Regions from separate parts of the Oncorhynchus mykiss genome. Here region 1 is linked to region 2. Evidence: chromatin contacts called from public Hi-C data. All regions are on one chromosome and are shown on one strand. The core of a region is the stretch at or near the end of the contact, and the rest is flanking DNA. Distances in the headings are between cores, read along the strand shown. Region 1 holds the start of LOC110520637. Region 2 holds the start of LOC110520634 (E3 ubiquitin-protein ligase TRIM11).

Region 1 (5,374 bases), core at 2,259-4,758, 150 kb before region 2:
AAAATTGGGAAAACGCTGGGAAAAAGTGGAGTACAAATGTATTAATTGTTTTTCTGAAGAACAGAGGAAGATTGCAGTGAGCCTGAAAAGAATCCGAACAACAGAAGTGTTGGGTTTTGAACTTCGCTGTAAAGCACCCGTCAAAGGAGTCATCTGAAGGGTGACGACAGATGTTCAGTTTGAATAACATTTACCTGAAGAAAACTCCTGCTGTGATTGGTTCCTGGTGTCTGATCCTCTGGGGGTCTGATCCGCTGGTGTCTGATTCGCTGGTGTCTGATCCGATGGGGGTCTGATCCGCTGGTGTCTGATCCGATGGGGGTCTGATCCGCTGGTGTCTGATCCGCTGGTGTCTGATCCGCTGGTGTCTGATCCGCTGGTGTCTGATCCGATGGGGGTCTGATCCGCTGGTGTCTGATCCGCTGGTGTCTGATCCGCTGGTGTCTGATCCGCTGGTGTCTGATCCGATGGGGGTCTGATCCTCTGGTGTCTGATCCGCTGGTGTCTGATCCGATGGGGGTCTGATCCGATGGGGGTCTGATCCGCTGGTGTCTGATCCGCTGGTGTCTGATCCGATGGGGGTCTGATCCGCTGGTGTCTGATCCGATGGGGGTCTGATCCGCTGGTGTCTGATCCGCTGGTGTCTGATCCGCTGGTGTCTGATCCGCTGGTGTCTGATCCGATGGGGGTCTGATCCGCTGGTGTCTGATCCGCTGGTGTCTGATCCTCTGGTGTCTGATCCTCTGGTGTCTGATCCGCTGGTGTCTGATCCGCTGGTGTCTGATCCTCTGGTGTCTGATCCGCTGGTGTCTGATCCTCTGGTGTCTGATCCGCTGCCACTGGGTGAATGAAGAAAAAGAAAGTCTGATGGACCTGTCGTTTTTTGATAAAGAGCTTGCCGGGCACGCTCATAGTGTACATGGGGCATTAGGCGGCCGAATATGGCGGCCGATCAACGACCTAAACTGACCAAGATGCACCTCCAACAACAACACACACAAAACCTCACATAATTCTGCCCACAAACAATTACAATTTCTCTCAACCAGTGGCACATGGGCTTTTTAGGTGTGTGCTTATGCCGCATTTGATAAGCAGTACCCACTGCAACATATTTTGCTTGTCCATTCCCTGCGCACCTCTCCAGGGTGGAGGGACGCATCTCTTAAGTGTGGGTGCCCTGGTTCACCTGGTGTGCGAGGTTGTGGAGGTGTCGGGGGGGGGGGGGGGGGGGGTTCCCCTGCTGGAATCATTAAGCGCTCCACCAATGTTTTTCATTAATCTAACGTAAATCATGTAGCAGATATAGGATATGGTAGAAAGAGTGTGGCCTTTTCTATAGCCTACAGCCTGGAAATATAAATATATATATAAGGATGCAGACACTTTTTTGTTTACATCATGCAGGTTTCTCCAGATCAAATACCGGAACCTAAATGGCACCCAATCAAATAAAATATGTGACGTCATGTTAACAAAATAACATATCCTAACAACAGGACAGGTCAAAGTGAAATGGACCATATGGAATGGACCAATCACGACTGTTGACCAGGAGTTTCACTCCCATTGTCATGATCAGTGGTTTCAAGTTTGTATCGGTCAATGTTTGACAAGCTGATCGTAGCGAAACAAGACAAATACTTCTCCATTTCCCACTATGTGTAAACACACTGCAAATAGGCTCGAGAACTCCTGATGAAGTTGACTAACTGATTTCAGAGCTTAAATAGACAAATGAATTAGTCACAGGAATCAGAACTATTAAAGCCAATACAACTTCCTGTTTTACAAATGGTGGGCCTACCACATGGATGGGCATTCATAAAATTCCATTGCCAGCCACACCCCAGTAAGCACAAGCCGACATCTAAGTTTATCACATCGATGGGCATTCATAAACATGTAATTTTAGGCAACATTGTAAGTTATACCTCAGTTAGCACAGGAGGATGTCTTTTTTTGGTGCAGTTCCAAACAGGCCTTGATTTCAACATCCACAGACATAGATTTTTGATCCGGACCAAATTTGAACCAATCATATGTTAGGTTCAGTTTTTGTCCAGTCTAGACCATTCTTGATTTGGCCCAAACATAGACATATATTTAACCAGGCAAGTCAGTTAAGGACACATTCTTATTTTCAATGACTGCCTAGGAACAGTGGGTTCAGGGGCAGAACGACAGATTTGTACCTTGTCAACTCGGGGGTTTGAACTCGCAACCTTCCGGTTACTAGTCCAACACTCTAACCACTAGGCTACCCTAAATTACTTATTTTCAACTTTCATTCAGAACTGAAAATGAACCTGATTTCAACATCCATAGAATATGTTTTTTTTCCTGGAAAATGTTATTTAAACATATGGAAAATACCTTTTCACCTTCCATTCAGAACCTAAATTGAACCTAACTTCGTCTTTTAAATACGTATTTTAGACGTCCTTTTAACGTCATTATGCTTACTGGGACTATTCTAGTTATGTGCGGGGGCGATTTTTTTTGGTCTCGCCTATTCCGGCATAACGCCAAGGACCGGTGTTGTGCCGAAAATCTCCCCCCTGCCAGAATCCCCCATTCGCGTGAACGCGCACGCACTCAATTCTTCATTGCTGCGATTTGCTTGCTAGTTGAGATTTCTGATCACGTTAGGCTACGCCCTGGTGAAGTGTAGACCTTACCGTGAAATGATTACTTTCAAGCCTTTATTAACGAACAATGCAGTTTTCATAAAATATAGTTAAGAAAATATTTACAAAATAAACTAATCCAGACATCCTGGAGTGCCCTGTAAACGTGAAGGAGATTGAGGTGACAAAAATCAGAGCGGTCAATCGAATCTCTTATGCAGAAGCGATTAACAGAATTGAGAAAATAAGTGATGCTAGTGAATATGTGGTTGTGGACGCATCACAGTCTGTAGTAAATGTTTGCTGCCAGCCAAAAGATAGCCTGTGCGTTAAAAGGGTGGATTTTGTGGCGTTCATTTCCACAGTTATAAACTGTGCGGCACAAGTCTCTAATAAGTATAAGAATAAGAAACTGGACATTATTGTGTTTGCGGCAGAACGTTTTTGAGACTTAAGGATCTTACTTCTGAAGGCCCGCCCTCCCAGGTTCCCCGTGAGCCTGTGTATGGATCATATGGTTTATTTTGTTAACAGAAAAGTTGTTTGATTTAGTTTATTTTTTGTTAGTTTTTTGTTGTTGTTGGTATTTTGTTCCATTTTGGGGAATCCTGTTTCCATCCCGCACAGCAGGTTGCCGGATGCACATTTAATTGTGCGATCGTCAATATACCATAGAAGAAGTCCATTCCACAAATAGAACAATGAGACAGATATTTCACCAGATGTATAAATGTAAAGCATCCGCTTGGCGTTTAAACTCCCTACCAAATATGGTAGTGAGAGGAAGCCCAGTGGCCGGCAGTGGTAGAAGACGCAACGAGATGGATTTTGGCCAACATTCTGTACATTTTCTCATCGATTAAACATTTTTATCTCAATACAGTTTTCTGTTCCCAAAACTAGAATCTGTTGTAAACAGAGTGGACTACGTTTTGTAGACTTTAACATTTGCCAAAGTTGTAAAAAAATGCATTGTTTAGAAGGAACGCAAAGACGAATTTAGTTATTGCACACGCGCACTTCACCGAGTAGGGTTCCCTAACATGAATATGCAGATATCTGCTAGAACCGGCGAATAGGATCTCATCTCAATATGACTCATTTGTTCCCATTGCAAATGGCAGGCCCTGGTCTATCTTGGTTTAGTTAAAGAAATATTTGCCCCATTGCCTTTTGGGGGCGTTCGACCTGGTTATCATGTGATTTCACAAAAACGAGTGACGTTTGGAAAACACAAGTGACCGGAAGAATTACTAGTATTCACAGCACGGTCAGACTGTTTATGTGTTTACATGTCTATTTTCTCTTCTGCTTTTACCCACGGCGGGAAATATCACGTTCTTTGAAAGGGATTCATCAAGGAAGGCATATCTTCAGGTACAATTATTTATTAATGCCAGCATTTAGTTCGGATCAAGAAACGTGTAGGACAAGCGTAACTTTACCCCTTTACACGCAAAATCATTATTAGAAACACTGTAGACTTGGAAGACGACACAAATCTCTATTTTATTTTCTTCATTAAAATTGTTTGTTGTGTTTTATCATTTCAAGAGTTGCATACTGGTTGTAGACAACATATTTATATAAACACATAACAGTAACCTAAAGTAAGCATAGATTGAGTCAAGTGTTGTTCACCTGTCCCAACGTTAGATCATACAACCTGATCGCTATAGCAATAGACGCCACACAAACCTCACAGTACTGCTGTACCTTTCCTTTTGTTTGAGTGAGAATTTCATTTTCACTTCTGTATTCAATATCTTTTGTTTTTCAGAACATTGACCAACAATGGACCAGTCCTCTCGATAATTTTTTTAAAGGTTTTAGGAATAACAAGATATGAAATATTTCCTTCTAACTATTTACTTGATGTTGCAGTGTTTTTATGGTAAGTTGTCCACTGCTATTATGGGTTTCTGAACAGGTTCAACGTAGCAGTGTTTACCGCTGAGCATGTTTACCGCTGTGCATGTTTACTGCTAAACAGTGCGGAGTTTCCCAAACTAGGGGTCAAGTTGAAAATGCGGTCGCAAGACAAAATTTGGGGCAGATTCTAGATGCGGTTGTAATTAACAGACCGGTTTCTGTTTTCTTCCTATAAATGTGGCTCTCTTTTTAACGTTTTAAGCGTAACAATATTATGATGCCTTCACTGAAAGACACGACTCAGGAACACTTGTTTCCAGCTACTATGCCCACAAGCCATTAGAATGGCGCGGACAAGACCAGGCTCTAAATCAGACTGCGGGGGAAAGAACATTGTCAATGATGGTGTTATTTTCAACACAGAAGATCACACAACGTTATTGCCTGATGGTCTCCTGAACTTCTCAGTACCTTTCTGATGCATTTCAGTCACTTCAAACCATACTGTCTTTCAGACTGAAATACTGTCAGACTGATTTGTAATAAACTGTCATAGTCAAATTAAGAAAGGGACCATTGGCAGTTGATTACATAACATGGTGGGGTTACTGGCGGCTAGGTAGCAAGTCATTGATTTACTGTACCTTGGCTGGGATAAGATACTGAAGTCTCTAGTTGCTCTCAGTTGCTCTCAGACATACACCCACAAACAGTCTGTGTCTGTGGGCAGTATAGTGTCTTGTACTGTATGTTATCTTCATTTACGAGTTTAACGATACAGTCCCTCTCTGTATCCCCTTTTGCCATCCTAGCCCTGTGTACCCTCCCTGCTCCGGTCAATGTTACCATCGATTCTCTCAACTTCCACCATG
Region 2 (5,331 bases), core at 2,011-4,510:
ACGTTGAACCAGGGCATTTCTAGGACAGCGAGATGTTTCATACGTAATTGCCCAAGAGGAAGGCAGGTCTGTACTTCACGCGCTGAATGATACACCCTATGACGGCTTCCGGTGGGGGCGGTCCTGCTTTGTAGCATTTCGCAAAAGGCTGTGTGTTATACTGATTGCACTATAGGTGTTTGTGAGTTTAGATATGGTTGTCCTTGTTCCATCGGATGTCTTTCAGCAATGTTCCTATTGGTGGATTCATTACAACAACAAAAAATAATCCGGTCTCTGAAAGACTACAACTTGTGTTTCGTCTTCTGGCCCCAGTCTGTCCCCCAAGGCGGGCTTTTTTTTTTTAAAGGAGGCAGACACTAACAACACAAACCTTCGGGTAAAATTGAAAGTACTGACCAGAAGCAATGGCTTCAAGTGATCCTCTCATGAACACGAATTTGATGATGGAGAATTAGTTTTTACTGTTCTATTAGCTACATGGCGACATTCCCAGCAGCATACCACCCTGCACACCACCCTGCATACCACCCAGCATACCACCCTGCATACCAGCCAGCATACCACCCTGCATACCACCCTGCATACCACCCTGCATACCACCCTGCATACCACCCAGCATACCACCCTGCATACCACCCTGCATACCAGCCTGCATACCACCCTGCATACCAGCCAGCATACCACCCTGCATACCAGCCAGCATACCACCCTGCATACCAGCCAGCATACCACCCTGCATACCAGCCAGCATACCACCCAGCATACCACCCTGCATACCACCCAGCATACCACCCTGCATACCACCCTGCATACCACCCAGCATACCACCCTGCATACCACCCAGCATACCACCCTGCATACCAGCCAGCATACCACCCTGCATACCAGCCAGCATACCACCCAGCATACCACCCTGCATACCACCCAGCATACCACCCTGCATACCACCCAGCATACCACCCTGCATACCACCCTGCATACCACCCAGCATACCACCCTGCATACCACCCAGCATACCACCCTGCATACCACCCAGCATACCACCCAGCATACCACCCTGCATACCACCCTGCATACCACTGCTGGCTTGCTTCTGAAGCTAAGCAGGGTTGGTCCTGGTCAGTTCCTGGATGGGAGACCAGACGCTGTTGGAGGGCCAGTAGGAGGCACTCTTTCCTCTGGTCTAAAAAAAATATATCCCAATCCCCCAGGGCAGTGATTGGGGACACAACTCTACCGACATGTACATACTACCTCAACTAACCGGTGCCCCCGCACATATACTCTGTACCGGCACCCCCCTGTATATATTGTTATTTTTTAATGCTGCTCTTTAATTACTTGTTACTTTTATCTCTTATTCTTATCCGTATTTTTTTTAAACTGCACTGTTGGTTAGGGGCTCGTAAGTAAGCATTTCACTCTAAGGTCTGTTGTATTCGTTGCATTTGACTAATAAAATTGGATTTGAATTTTGATTTGATGTCCAAGTAGATTTAAGTCAAAACTCTACTGTCTTCTTGGAACATCGACTGTCTTCTTGGAACATCGACTGTCTTCTTGGAACATCGACTGTCTTCTTGGAACATCGACTGTTCTCTTGGAACATCGACTGTCTTCTTGGTAAATCGACTGTCTTCTTGGAACATCGACTGTCTTCTTGGAACATCGACTGTCTTCTTGGAACATCGACTGTTCTCTTGGAACATCGACTGTCTTCTTGGTAAATCGACTGTCTTCTTGGAACATCGACTGTCTTCTTGGAACATTGACTGTCTTCTTGGAACATCAACTGTTCTCTCGGAACATCGACTGTCTTCTTGGAACATCGACTGTCTTCTTGGAACATCGACTGTCTTCTTGGAACATCGACTGTCTTCTTGGAACATCGACTGTTCTCTTGGAACATCGACTGTCTTCTTGGAACATCGACTGTTCTCTCGGAACATCGACTGTCTTCTTGGAACATCGACTGTCTTCTTGGAACATCGACTGTTCTCTCGGAACATCGACTGTTCTCTTGGAACATCGACTGTCTTCTTGGAACATCGACTGTTCTCTTGGTAAGCAACTCCAGCGTAGATTTGGCCTTGTGTTGTAGGTTATTGTCCTGCTGAAAGGTGTATATTTTTTTATTGCAGTCACTGCAATGTTGATCCATTCACAGTTTTCTTCCATCACAGCCATTGAACTCTGTAGCCGTTTTAAAATCACCAATGGCCTCATGGTAACATCCCTGAGCAGTTTCCTTCCTGTCCTGCAACTCAGTTCTGAAGGACGACTGTATCTTTGATGTGTCTGAGCGGTTTAATACATAATCCGCAACATAATTATTAACTTGACCAGGCTTAAAGATATATTCAATGTCTGATTTGTTATTGTTGCCCATCTACCAATCCCTGCCCTTCATTATGAGGCTTTCGAAAAGCTCCCTTGTCTTTGTGGTTGAACCTGTGCTTGAAATTCAATACTTGACTGAGGAACCTTACAGATGTTATATGTATGACAGACAGAAGAAGGGGCAGTCATTACAAAAATAATTTCAACCCCTATTATTTCACACAGAGTGAGGTCAGAAAAGTATTCATACCACCTTGACTGAGGAACCTTACAGATGTTGTATGTATGACAGACAGAAGAAGGGGCAGTCATTACAAAAATAATTTCAACCCCTATTATTTCATACAGAGTGAGGTCAGAAAAGTATTCATACCCCCTTGACTTATTTGTATGTGCATTTATTATTGATCTCCATTAGTTCCTGCCCAGACAGCAGCTATTCTTCCTGGGGTCCAGCAAAAAAATAAAGCAGCTACAGGGCATTCAGAAAGCATTCAGGCCCCTTCCTGATAGTAATTATTATTATTTATACATTTGCAAACATTTCTAGAAACCTGTTGTTGCTTTGTCATTATGTGGTATTGTGTGTAGATTGATGAGGATAAAAAAAAATCCATTATAGAATAAGGCTGTAATGCAACAAAATGTGGAAAAAGTCAAGGGGTTTGAGTACTTTCTGAATGCGCTGTATATACCATTTCATAAACCTTGTTTTGGTTGTAATAGTGTTATATTGGAGTAAGGTTGGTTGTTGGTGCAATTATTATTATTTTTTATCCCTTTTTAATTTTTGTATCACAAATGTAATGTGATTGAACACGCACTAACGCTGCGACGCGCACAAACAACATGTGCGAACGTCATAATACCAAGGAAGAAGAAGGGATCCAATCCCATGACAGGTCCATGGACTCCACCCTGCAAAAAAAAAGAGGCTTTCCAGGGCCTGGTAGATATTTCACTGATATGTTGAAAGAATCCGGGCAACACCCTATTACCAAACCCACGCATCCTGTACAGACTTGTCACTCATTCTTCCTGCTCCCGCGTCGAAACAAAATGGCGACGGGTGGTTTATCTCGGGAGCATTTTATCTGCTCTGTCTGTCTCGATGTCTTCTCCAACCCCGTCACTATTCCCTGTGGACACAACTTCTGCCAGGGATGCATACAGTCCTACTGGAACAAAGGGGAGTGCAGCTGCCCTCTGTGTATGAGAAAGTTCGCTGAGAGACCTGAGCTGGCCATGAACCATGTTCTAGACGCCCTGTCCAACACTCTCAGATTGGCGGAGCCACATCGTAAACCAGCGAAAATCTCCATTCTTCCCAGGAAAATGGCAGGGAAGTGTACATCTATAGTTGAAGAACTGGCCCAGCCAAGGGATGTGAACACATTATGTGGTGAACATGGTCAACCTCTGTCTCTGTTCTGCCTGGATGATAAGGCTCTGATCTGCGCTCAATGTGACTCTCTGGGTCATAAGACCCACAAAACCACACCTGCAGAGGAACAGATCCCCCAAATGAAGGTAAGGAGAGAAATGAGTATGAATAATGACCAATAATTACTCTAGAGTATAATGTCTACTGTAACTTTAAACGGCAGTATCTCTGTGCGTGTAAATAAAATGCCCTGAATTTACAGCAGAGAGTGCTGAAAGAGCTGCTTGCCAAAAAGAACAATGTGTGCATGGTAAAGACGGAGATTCTCAAAGCCAAGAACACCATGGAGTCATTCAAGGTACGGTACTAACCAGATTTCCATCCAACCTCTTAGTGAGTAAAGTACATGTTGGATAAATGTTTTAATGACAGGCCTGATGGAAACCGTTTTATTGTTGTTGTAAACTTTCCAAATGTCGACAAAAACTAAATGCTTCAGAGAAGGTGGGATTTTTTTTTGTGTCGGTAAAATGAATTATGCTAGAAATATCGGTGGAAACTTTTTTCTTTATATGCGCAAATATTGATATAATAACCTTCATATCGAAGTAAACTTGGAGTCAAGCGATGACGTGTTGTGTGGTTTTCCCACTACGACTCGTCGGCAAAGATGAATGTCGCCATTTGGATGGAAACCTAGCTACTGTTTAATGTATTTATATGAAAAAGACTGTGGATGAGTTGAGCCACAGTGAAATGTCATGGTTACAGAGTTCTTTCCATCTACAAACCCTCTGATTCTATTCTAGAATATGATTACGAGGCCATTTCATATGTAATAGGAAGCCTCTGTAACATATAAAACTGGTTATTGGGAGGAAGATGAACTAAAACAAGAGCAAGAAAACAAACACTAGAAAACATCCACTGTGTCATGTATTTTTTGTTCCGACACCTCTTCCTGTCAGATCTCTGCCAGTCTACAGAAACAAGAACAGCAGACAAATTTCATCATGCTGATCTCAGCCATCACAGAGGAGCAGAAACAACTGCTGACCTCAATGGAGGAGAAAGAGAAAGAGATGCTGCTGAAAACAGAGAGTGAGGTTCAGAAGATGGAGAAGAGATTCAAGAGCTTGGAGGATGAGGTCACTGGGATGGAGCTCGCATTGCAGGGTGAAGAACCCGGGAGGTTGCTTCAGGTGAATTTACACTTTGTTTCAACAAATATTTACCAACTCGAGCCCAAATGGTCAAAGTGGACTTTGAGCTGACGTCTGCCTTACTGGTGTCATATATATATATATATATATATATATATATATATATATATATATATATATATATATATATATATATATATTATTTTCAGGATTGTCTGTAAAACCCTGATGAAGGCCACAAGCTGAAACATGTTGGTTTTTAATGACAACACAGCAGTTCTAGGATCAACTTCCATTGTCCTCCAAGAGTGGCTAAATATCCTCCTGTTTTCAGGATTACAATGCCCTGCAGAAAGGCTCAGTTGATGCATCTCCATACTGTGTCAGTCTGGACCCAGAGGAGAGACTTGTTCAGGCAGGAGAACTCAAAGAGAGGCTCCA

Evidence for each region. A called contact is a pair of places that touch in the nucleus more often than the background predicts.
Region 1: a Hi-C map of blood shows a contact between it and region 2, with 6 times the contacts expected there. The contact joins the promoter of LOC110520637 here to the promoter of LOC110520634 in region 2. A contact is called at or near these places in 2 of 3 Hi-C or Micro-C datasets (blood and liver).

The regions. Positions count from the first base shown.
Region 1 is chr3:78,225,560-78,230,933 of USDA_OmykA_1.1, reverse strand. It overlaps LOC110520637, which reads left to right and starts at 3,508. Exons shown (of 7, transcript XM_036975288.1): 1 at 3,508-4,007; 2 at 5,315-5,374.
Region 2 is chr3:78,074,709-78,080,039 of USDA_OmykA_1.1, reverse strand. It overlaps LOC110520634 (E3 ubiquitin-protein ligase TRIM11), which reads left to right and starts at 3,260. Exons shown (of 6, transcript XM_021598044.2): 1 at 3,260-3,873; 2 at 3,990-4,085; 3 at 4,696-4,929; 4 at 5,225-5,331. The coding sequence starts at 3,310.